Regions from separate parts of the Mus musculus genome. Here region 2 is linked to region 1. The links are chromatin contacts, called in public HiCAR-type maps. All regions are on one chromosome and are shown on one strand. The core of a region is the stretch at or near the end of the contact, and the rest is flanking DNA. Distances in the headings are between cores, read along the strand shown.

Region 1 (5,176 bases), core at 152-2,651:
CAGGGAGGTGCTGTTGAATTACACATTATATCAGACATGCCTTCATCCCAGTGCTGTGGACCAGGATCTTCAGTCAAGTGCAAGGCAAGGTCTCCTTTAAACAGAAGTGAGAGTTTGCAGGGGAAAGTAATTAAGATAAAGACAGCCACACATGAGAACAAAGTACCACTGCAAAATGAACTTTGCCATTGGGCATCATTGGCCAGAGCAATAGAATTGCAGGACAACAGAGCTAAGTTGGCACAGCAGCAGCCACCTTTTGCTATCTGCCGAGACTGTGCTCCACACCCGAAGACAAACAGCAACAGCCAAGTGAAATATATGAAAGTCATGCCCAGCAGAAAGGCAACGCATCACACGCTTAAGAGAAAAATAAGTAAGAGGCTGATGGGAATCAGATGCTCCGTTTCCTCCAGAGCAAGACCAGATGCAGGGGAAAGCACGAATCCAGGTAGACAGCTACGTACAAGGACATTGTGAATCTAAATAGCCACAGCACTGGGCAAAAGTCTCAGCAATGAAGGGAGAGGCTGGGCAGTGTGCGTGACTTTAGTAAACAAGTCATAGTTCATTGGCTAAGAAGGAAATTGAAATCAATAACACAAAAATAAGAAAAATAGTGAGGTGACATTTAGGTTCTGGGGATCAAACCTGGGTCCTCTGGAAGAGCAGCTAGGACTCTTCACAACTGAGCCATCTCTCTAGCTCCCATGTGGTAACTTTTAAATAATGTCCCCAGCCCATCATTTCCCAACTATGCAGAGGGGGAGTATTCCTCTGATAGGTGTGTTGTAATAAATGTTTTGGCACTTGGTAAATGCTGTCCCCTTGTTTCTTTCCCTTTCCTGTCCTCCACTTAGATTCTGTCTTTGCATATGTTTCTCTTCCTCTAGGAGAACTTCCACCATGCTTCAAGACTCTGATTTATTCTTCAAAGTGTCCCCAACCTCTTTTGACATTTGTGCTGCCTTCTTTTCTGAGCCCCACAACACATCACCACCCCCACGCCCTGGTTCCAGCTGTGTAATAATTCACTCATCTCTGTCTTTCTCCAATGAGACAGCACACTTCCACTCACAAGCTCATGAGGCTGGAACATTATTTTTCTTTTCTATATCTATTACGTTAGGAAGATACAGCTAATGATGTCTAAGGTCTTTCCAAAGGTCATGTGTGAAAATTCCATAAGTAGAATAGGATAAAGCAACATAAAGAAGTGTTCCCTGAGGGCAGTCAGTCTCTAGATGCAGATTTGGTGATTTATCTTGAAAAATAATAGAACTAGAGAAGAAACTAACCCTACATTATATTTGCCAAGCCCCCTTGAATAGTCAAGGGCTTACAACATTGGAGAATACTGTTTGGGATAAAAATATCTGAAAGCACATTTGGAAACACATTGTGAAATTCACAGTGATGATGGGAAACAGACTCCAGGAGAACTATTTGGAGGCATTACACAATTCTAGGGAAGAGGTGTAATCAATTTCCTGGACTTTCAAGGGTGAACCACGTCCTCATCCCAAGCTGAGCAGAAGTTGAGGAGATGAAATAAATATGTGGTTTGAACAAGTTCCTCAAGGCTTGTTAGGTGTGTAGGGGAAGGGTGTTGTTTGGTTGGTTTTTGTTTTTCTGTTTAAAATGAGCAAACCAAATATTATTTCTTAACTTCTCTCTTTGTTATTGTTAAAATAAACACTTTCCTTTTTCAGAAACATGCTGGTGATTATTAGCTACTATTCTTGGAAGTGTGAGTCTTGAATTTGTCACTACAAACATCAGATCTTTCTTCAGTTGACAGTGACCATCAACCATTTTGGAATCTGTAAAAAGTGAGGTCTCTCTGCTCTCTAATCTGTCTGGCTCATTAAATATCAACATACACTATACAGTGTGTATTATGTGTCCATGTAACACACAACATACAGGAAATAACATTCTATCAAACTCTTCCTTATACATTTTCTAAGATTAACTTTTAAAAGCATAATGGAAATTGAAAACCTTAGTCCTTGCACAATTCATCTTTAAGGGTCAGTGAATAATTTTAAGGAGTGTGGTTTCAGAGAGATTGCACAGGATGCATCTGGTGCTGTGCAGGGTGCCAGGGTGCTCATTCGTGTAGAGTGTAATGGCAACCTGTGGAGTTGAACCATCCAGGAGTCTTCATTTCTGCCCTACCTAGGTAGAGCACCAAACATGATGTTATAATGACATCACACTTCTTTCCAACCTTATACATTTGATCCGAGTACAGAATTTATTCGTGTAGGTAGTTGTGCTAGGATTTTGAGTACAAAACTTCATTGCTGTGGAAAAGAACTGCCTTCTCCAATGTTGAGCCAACACTTGCACAAAAACGAGATGTAGTTGTACACATAGGGACTTTATTTCCACTAGGCAACTCTGTTCCACTACAATTTTGTCAGTGAATTAGGCAACCCTGAATTCTTACACATCAGTGCTTGTGTGGAATGTATAAGCATCCTGCCACTCTCTCTGGAATTGGTCAGCTCATTTGGCCAGAGTACAGACTATTTAAACAAAATTCCTAATTTGAACCCTGTGGGGTGCCTTAATAGCAAATGGCACCTTAACCGCAGGGCACCCAGCCTGTGATAGAAAGCGCCTGTTCAGACTTGTCAGGAGGGTGATGTACTACCCAAACTGTCAAAACACCAAAACCCTCAAGCCCTCAAAAAGCCTTGGTGTAGAAATTGTCATGTATTAAGAATTTAAACACACACTCGGGGTGGTACAACCTGAGTATGAAATATGAAGACAATACCCTTTTTGTTGGAAACTGCTCTCTTAGTTGTGTTACAACTTTCATGGTCGGAAGACAGGGGCTCACTTTTATTTTTATAATTAAGCTTTTCTGAGTATACACTTTTAGGTGGCACTCTTTGGAGAGTTTTAAAGCTATCTTTGACTTTATTTTTCCTTTCTAGAAGAGCTGATGACTAAGATCCACATAAAAAGAGAAGAAAATGTATCATTTATTAGTTTCTTTTAACACTAGATGCTCAGCCTGATGCCAACCAATTTTGTAATTCTACATAATCTTCAAGTATCATACTTTTTTCCAATCCCTAATTTATTATAATTATTTTCTCCTGCAAAATATTAACTGTTTTTCTTTTATGTGTATGAATGGCTTGCATGCATGTATATCTGTGCATCATGTGTGTGCAGTGCCTGTGGAGACCAGAAGAGGGCCTTGCATCTCCTATTACTGGAATGTAATAGGAGATGTATTACTGGTTGTGGACCACATGTGAGTGCTTAGAATCAAACCCAGGTTCTCTGCAGGAACATGTACTCTTAACTGCTGAGCTGTCCTTCCAGTGTGTTTTTTTTTTTAACTTATGAACCATTAAAGTTAAACTATTATACATCCCCATTATCAAGGTTACAGGCACATGGCTTCCTACACTCCCATTCACTGTGTATTAACAGGTTTTTATTACTTGATTTTTTTTTCCCGATGGGGGTCTCATTATATAGCCTTGGGTGGCCTGCAAATAACTACACAGGCCAGGCTAGATGCAAACTCACAGAGACCCACCAACCTCTGCCTTCCAAATGCTAGGATTAAAGGATGCACCACCACACTTAGCAATAGTGTTTTTTAAAGTGTGTGTGTGTGTGTGTGTGTGTGTGTGTGTGTGTGTGTGTGTGTGTGTGTGTGTGTGTCTGTGAACAACTTTAGGTGTCATCCTGAAAATTTCCATCAGTCTCATTTGAGATAGGGTTCTGAGTCCTACATGGCTGTCTTAGGGTTCCTTCCTTCCTTCCTTCCTTCCTTTCTTTCTTTCTTTCTTTCTTTCTTTCTTTCTTTCTTTCTTTCTTTCTTTCTTTCTTTCTTTCTTTCTTTCTTTTTCCAAGACAGGGTTTCTCTGTGAAGCCCTGGCTGTCCTGGAACTCACTCTGTAGACCAGGCTGGCCTCAAACTTAAGAAATCTGCCTGCCTCTGCCTCCCAAGTTCTGGGACTAAAGGCGTGCGCCACCACTGCCCGGCCTTAGTCAGGATTTCTATTCCTGTACAAACATCATGACCAAGAAGCAAGTTGGGGAGGAAAGGGTTTATTCAGCTGACACTTCCACATTGCTGTTGATCACCAAAGAAGTCAGGACTGGAACTCAGGCAGGTCAGGAAGCAGGAGCTGATGCAGAAGCCATGGAGGGATGTTACTTACTGGCCTGCTTCCCCTGGCTTGCTCAGCTTGCTCTCTTATAGAACCCAAGACTACCGGCCCAGAGATGGTACCACCCACGAGGGACCCTCTCCCCTTGATCACTAATTGAGAAAATGCCCCACAGCTGGATCTCAGGGAGGCACTTCCCCAACTGAAGCTCCTTTCTCTGTGATAACTCCATCCAGTGTCAGGTTGACACACAAATCCAGCCAGTACAATGGCCATGTGGAAGGGACAGAGTGACATGGCTTCCTGCCCCTGAAACAGAACCAGCAGGACATGGGCCTCCATGAGTGTTGACAGTTGCTGGGTGTGAGGCTTGTTTATATGAAAATATGTGTATTTTACTTCATGTTTCTATCTTTGAAAAATAGTCTCCTTGCCAAGGTTATTGGGGAATGTCCTTTCTCCTAAGGTTAATGACTCCATGCTAATCAGACAGCACAAGTCCCAAGAAGAAAGAGTATGTTTAATGTCTCAGCAAGTGGTAGAATGCTGTGACCTTCAGGATGGTCCTTAAGTCTGTGGGAACAAGCTCTGAAAACAAGAATTCAATATATATATATATAATTTCTCAATTATGCAAAGGATAACGATGTAAAACGAATTGTATAAAGAGCTTCACAGACCTAAAAGAACTGAGGTAGCTACACCATGAGCCAGCTTGTCAGAAAGATACAAAGCCATTCAGATTTCTGAGTTCCAAGCCTGGGACAGAGGTAGGTTAGGCTCAGGCTTAGGTGTGGTAGGAATGGCAGTTTCAGGACAGGGTCCCACCTAGCCAAACTTATTGTCTGTACTTACAAAAGCAGGTAGATTTCTGAATTAATTTGCAATGTTTTTTAAAAAATGTGCTTGGTGTCTCTTTTTAAGAATCAAGAGGCTGGGGCAATGGAATGCTGATTCATTGGATAACCAAAAGGGAACTTGGAATAAATGACTGAATTGATATGTAAATAAAGGACTGGGCTTTGGTT
Region 2 (5,632 bases), core at 178-2,677, 57 kb after region 1:
TATTCCAAATTATGACCTACTTTGTATTACTTTGTAGTTAGGAAAAAGACTCATTTTTATAAAAGTAATATAAATTACATTACTTCTGTCATATGCTAAGCATTTGTTTAGGAAGACCTGGAACATAAAGTCATGGTGGCCAATGGCTGTCATCCCCGCGCTTGGGAGGTGGAGGCAGGAGGATCATAACTCAGGGACACGCTCTGCTGTGTTGTAAGTCGGAGACCAGTCTTGGAAACACGAGAGAGCCTATCACAAACTAGTAAACAATTAAAGTCTGGAAGCAAAGTTACGAAGTCTATGTCATGAAAAAGAATTAGGACTGTCCTCAGCTCATTACATGTCCCATCTTCACAAATATTTGTTAACCATACCTGTTTCAGCTTGTATAAACAGTTTCCTCACAAACTTAAGTGAGCTTAAAGGTCCCTTCCTACTAGGGTCCCTCAAGGAACCCTTTAAGAAATGTGACACCTCCTTAAGCATTTAAAAACCCATTTCAGTCTGGACCTTCACTAGGGCAGCAGGAGAATGGTCATATTTGTGCTTCTTGGGACGCTGGCTCCCCTTGGACACCTTAAGCCTTGCAGGAGCTGAACCAGGCTAGAGAAGGGGTTGGCAGCGGTGGGCAGGAGGGGCCCCAGGCCGCTGGCCTGGGTGTGTGGGGGTCTTACCGCGGCTTGCTGGAAGGCGCCCTTGGTATAGGTGCCACCACCGCGGTAGGTGATGGCCGGGATCTCGCGGCTGAGTAGCGCGCACTTGTGTTGGTGCGCGCGGCTGGTGGAGATGTAATCCACGCGCGCCACCACGTTGTTCTTGGATGAGAAGGTGACGATGGCCACACGCGTGGCCGTGGACACCACGGGGAAGTCGGACAGCAGCTTGCGCACGAACTTGAGCTCGTTGAGGAAGTTGGTTTGGCCCACGCTGGACGACTCGTCCACCAGGAAGACGAGCTCCAGGCTGCCGCTGAGCTCCCGCAGTCGCCGCACGCGGCTCCGGAACGCGCGGCCCAGGCGCTCCACTTTGCTCCCTGCTGCCTCCTCCTCACTGGACGCGGGAGGTACCGCCAGTCTGCCCAGAGCCCCCGGAGAGGCCTCGGGGAACAGGCGGAAGCTGAAGTTGAGCGAAGGGGCCACGGGCTGGAAGTTGGTCCAGCCTGACACCAGTGCCAGAGCCCAGCAACAAAAGGCCAGGCGCGACCACATCCCGCTGGGGACCGAGCGGTGGCCCCGGGGAGTGCAAGGCGACAGTCCCCGAGCGCGCAGAGAGGCGCCAAGGTTCCCGGACTAAGCGGAGGGGACCCGGGGTAGCAACCGCGAACCTCAGCGTCCTTGCATGTGACACTGGGGACACGATCCAGACTCCTCTGGCAGCTCGGGGACTCGGGAGGGACTGGAGGGATGTGCTCCTCTGACTCTCGGCTATTTGGTTTCTCTCCTCCTCCTTCTCTCTCCCGAAGCCTATAAAATGTTTGAAGGAAGGGGGCAGTGAAGTCAGAGTCGCTTCCCTCCTTCTCTGTCTGTCCTCTCCTTCCTTTTCCCACTCCTCTCCCTATCTCTCCTCTATCTCTCTCCTCCCCCCTCTCTCTTGCCTGGGATCCAGCTAAAGACTCTTGGAGATTCCATGACACCAGAACCCCTCGCCTGTCATGCTGTCAACATTCCCTCACAAGCTCACTGATTGATCCCATATGTCTGGCAAGGAGCTGCGGAGGAATGCGCTGGAGATGGATGTGGATACCGAGAGTGCCACAGTAATTGGAAACACTGGAGAAGAAAACACACACGCGGGGCTGGCAGAGTTGAAAGCATGCTTTGAAAACTGCTTGCTCACCTTTTGGGGTTCATTCCACTCTTGGGGGGTGGGGTGGGGTGGGGATGCGTGTCTAAGCCTCCCAAAGTGGATATTTGCATAACTTTCCTGAAGGGTCTGTCTGGTGAGTGGTGCAGAATCCTGAGAACCTGTTCAGATCTCAGGCTGTTGAAGTGGGTGGGGCCCACCCGTGCGCATCACATACGCAGAGTTATCGTTCACCTTTCCCGCGGTTAATCATTCCTGTATTGTTCATTCTTTCCTCCACGTAGCAGCTTGCGATGCTCTATAGGTAACACGAGCAGGGGAAAACTGACATGGACCTGTCCTCTAGGAACCTGTAGCAGGTAAAAGTGATGTCACCATCAACTTGATATTCATACGTGAAACGAATATGTATGATTACACATGTTTATGTGTATCACATATGTATATATATATATGTATATATGTGTGTATGTATATATACATATATATATGTATACACACACACAAAATTACAACTGACCTTGCTTAAACAGAAGTTTGTCTTGCTTTCAAAGGCAAACTTGACTTTAGCCAAGGCCAGGCAAGCCTTCTATGAGGACAGAAGTTTATGCTAAATTTTGAACTATAAGTAGACACCCTGTGATATTAACACCCTCCTCTTTTTATTTGATGCAACAGATTAGATCGTCCTGGCATATATACCCTTTGGAATACCAGCTGCTACTTGGAGTGATTTTTCCAATTAAGACCTCAAAGCTGTGCACGCTGAAGCACATACTTATTACATGAAAGGCAGAGCCCTTGCCTAAAAGATTCCAGCTAGGAATCAGGAACTCTGCGTAGTTATGTAAACCCCCATCACCTCTGGGCTTTGGTCCAGTGTCTACTTTTATTTTGCCTTGGAATCAAATGACCCCAGAGTTCCGCTGCTCTCCAGCAGTGAGTGGTTTAACTCCAACTCTATTTAATCAACTACCTTCAACATGAGAGGTGTCAGAGCGTGCAGGCCCAAGTGGCAGGGCTCTTGGATCAATTTCCCTGAAATGAAACCCTGGCTGTGCTATTTATTGGCTGTGTCAGTTTGCTCATTTGGAAAATGGAGGAATAATAACATATCAAGGATTAAATCATTAAATAGTAAAACTCTTAGGGATGTGTTCAGAACACAGCATGTGCTCAATAAACGCTGGCCAGTCACATCACTTCCTTTATTCATAATGCTTTCCAAGTCCCATTTCCAGCACTGATCATCAAGAATGTACTTAGTTGAATGCAAAATACTAAAAACTGAAAAGTGAGATGGGACCCCATTCCCGTCCTCCCAGTCAGGTTACTCCAGAAGAAAATGTAGATTTGAACACTGCTCCACAGTTGTCTATGTGGAAGAGGGACAAGGAACAGGGAGAAGAGAGACCTGGATCTTCTGAGAAGGGCTAAGATCTCATTTGACTTGGAACTCTTCTAGGAAGAGTTTCCAAATGTCATCTACCCCGTGTTATTTTAAACACATCACTAACAGCATTAGGACTATGGCAAGGGCTGTATACCCTATCTTGTATGTCCCTTAGCCCCAACAAAAACCCCGGGGAGGTAATTAGTTGCTTTGAGACCTTCTTCTGGCTACAAGCAATGAGTATCCAGCTTCTCCTTGTTTAAACAAAGAAAGGATTTATTGTAAATAAACCTGGGAAAGGCCTGGGTGGTGAAGTCAGGCTTGAAAACTGAAGGCAGAGTGGAGCCTGCCTGAATCTGTACCCCTAGCGTTGAGAGGCTGAGGCAGGAGGGTTGAGAGTTCCAGACCATAGTAAGATCCTGTCTCAAAAAGAAAATGGGGTGGAGGAGGGCTGGAGGGAAATGGTGCTGTCTGTAAAGTCTCTGCCAGGCAAGCACAAGGCATTGAGTTTAGAGTTGCAGCATCCGTGTAAAAAGTGGAGCCCAGTGCTACAATCAGGCAGGCGGATACTTGGACCTCCTCAGCCAGGCAGTCTAGCTGAACTAGCAAGGTTCACTAGAGACCCTACTGCTCAGAATAAGGTGGTGAGCGATTGAGAAAGACCCCTGATGTCAGACTCTGACCTCCACACTCAGATACACACGCACGCACACACGCACACTTATGCTTCTCTCTTTACATGCTACATTTAGTCTCTTACCCCCTTCCCTCAATGAGATGAGATCCTAGCCTATGAGCTCCAGTTTAGCAAAATCTGTCACTACCACCACCTAAAAGACAGACAGAAAGAGAGAGAGAGAGAGAGAGAAACAGAATGCGATGACTGTAGTGCCGCTTTCTGAGAACAAGGACAGGCACAGAGTCAGCCCCACTTAGCTCATACACTCACTGAAGCTAACCATAAGTCTGGCTCTACATCTAGGACCTCCCCTTTAAAAGCAATGGACTCCCTGAATTTCAGCCGAGCATCAAGACATCTAGAGCAAAAGCTGCATTTTCCTGTACCTCCTGCTGCCGGATATGACTTCACAACTAGGTTCCAAGCTGATTTCATGTGGCAACTTCCAGAAATACTCTTTCTTCTCTGTCTCTCTCTGTCCCTCTCTGTCTCTTTCTTTCTCCCTCCCTCTCTTTCTCCCTCTCTCCCTCTCCCCCTTCCTCCCTCCCTGTCTCTTTATTCCAAGACAGAGTTTCTTTGTGTAGCCCCAGCTGTCCTAGAACTCACTCCGTAAACCAGGCTGGCCTTGAACTCACAGAGATCCACCTGCCCTTGCCTTTCGATTGCTGGATTGAAGGCACGCGCCACCACTGCCTGGCTGGCGGCAGCTACCTTTACTTATTGCCTCTTTGCTCTATAATTTGCAACAGTTTTCTGTGTAGAACATATAGAGCCGGAGGAGCAGTGGAGAACCAGGCCATGGGGAGGGCTTTGAAGGGGTTGAATCTGCCCTTTCTGCTTCTGGTTGGTCTTAAGAAGTGAACTACCTTGTGTTCCATACACTCCCATGTCTGTGAGGTTCTGGGGTCTAAGCCACCCCAGACTAGACTCTCATAAGCTGTTTCTGTCAAGCACTGGGCATTGAGATGACAAACAGAGGTCAATACAGCACTCTGCTCTGAAGCAGTGGTTCCAAGCAAGATGGTCTGATATTACACTTTACCTTAAAAAGCACCGGAGAGTATCCAGAGACATGGGGTACATGCCTCTCTCTCTCTCTCTCTCTCTCTCTCTCTCTCTCTCTCTCTCTCTCTCTCTCTCTGTCTCTCTCTCTCTCTCTCTCTCTCTGTGTGTGTGTGTGTGTGTGTGTGTGTGTGTTTTGGAGGGGTGTGCTACTGGCATCTAGCATATAAACACTGGGATGCACTTACATAATTGAGTGCAGCCCTCACAATGAATAACCATCACCCTACCACATATATCACTATAAGACAGAGAGAACCCCTGGCCTGCACAACAGTATAGCACTAGGCATAGGAAATGATAAAATACTGCCATTAAGAAGGAGAAGAACCTAAAGGAATTGGCAGTGTGCACCTGACCTGAGGGAAACCACTGTGGCTTCATCTTGTGAAATAAACACCCTAGGAAGAGAAATCAATTGTGTTAGTGGGCAGGAGACAAAGCATGCATGTTCACCTCTCCTGTATCCTGATTCAAAGTCAGCAGAGGGTATCAGTTGTGTACCTACTGGGACCGGTTCCTGAGGTGAGGACCACACCTTTGCCATCTGTCCCCATCAGTGTTAAATCAAAGCAAGATACACGTGTTTCTGGGGAAGGGCCGAAGTGGGGCTGGAGACAGCTGAGGTTGGTTCTGGGAAAGACTCTTCTGAGATATCAACAATCAAGTCTAGAAATGAGAGTAAAGGTGGGACA

The links. HiCAR-type assays count read pairs that join an accessible place to other places.
Region 2: a HiCAR-type map of fibro-adipogenic progenitors shows a contact between it and region 1, with 2.6 times the contacts expected there. The contact joins the promoter of Svep1 here to the enhancer-like site in region 1. A contact is called at or near these places in 2 of 39 promoter capture datasets (embryonic stem cells and stem cell-derived epiblast-like cells), 16 of 484 Hi-C or Micro-C datasets (the HL-1 cell line, brain, brown adipocytes and 8 more), 2 of 115 datasets of contacts at active chromatin or transcription factors (embryonic stem cells and fibro-adipogenic progenitors) and 3 of 9 other capture datasets (adipose tissue, embryonic stem cells and liver).

What each region holds. Positions count from the first base shown.
Region 1 is chr4:58,147,975-58,153,150 of GRCm38.p6, forward strand. The region is part of intron 3 of Svep1 (sushi, von Willebrand factor type A, EGF and pentraxin domain containing 1); the gene reads right to left. Among named protein-coding and RNA genes, the nearest start is that of Svep1, 56 kb to the right of the region's middle. Within about 2 kb of position 1,402, at least 14 of the 459 cell types and tissues checked have an H3K27ac peak or open chromatin away from gene starts, as enhancers often do. A contact at or near this core is called in adipose tissue, brown adipocytes, cerebellar granule neurons and 1 more, where this site is marked.
Region 2 is chr4:58,205,169-58,210,800 of GRCm38.p6, forward strand. Svep1 (sushi, von Willebrand factor type A, EGF and pentraxin domain containing 1) reads right to left here and starts at 1,428. Exons shown (of 48, transcript NM_022814.2): 1 at 675-1,428. The coding sequence starts at 1,208.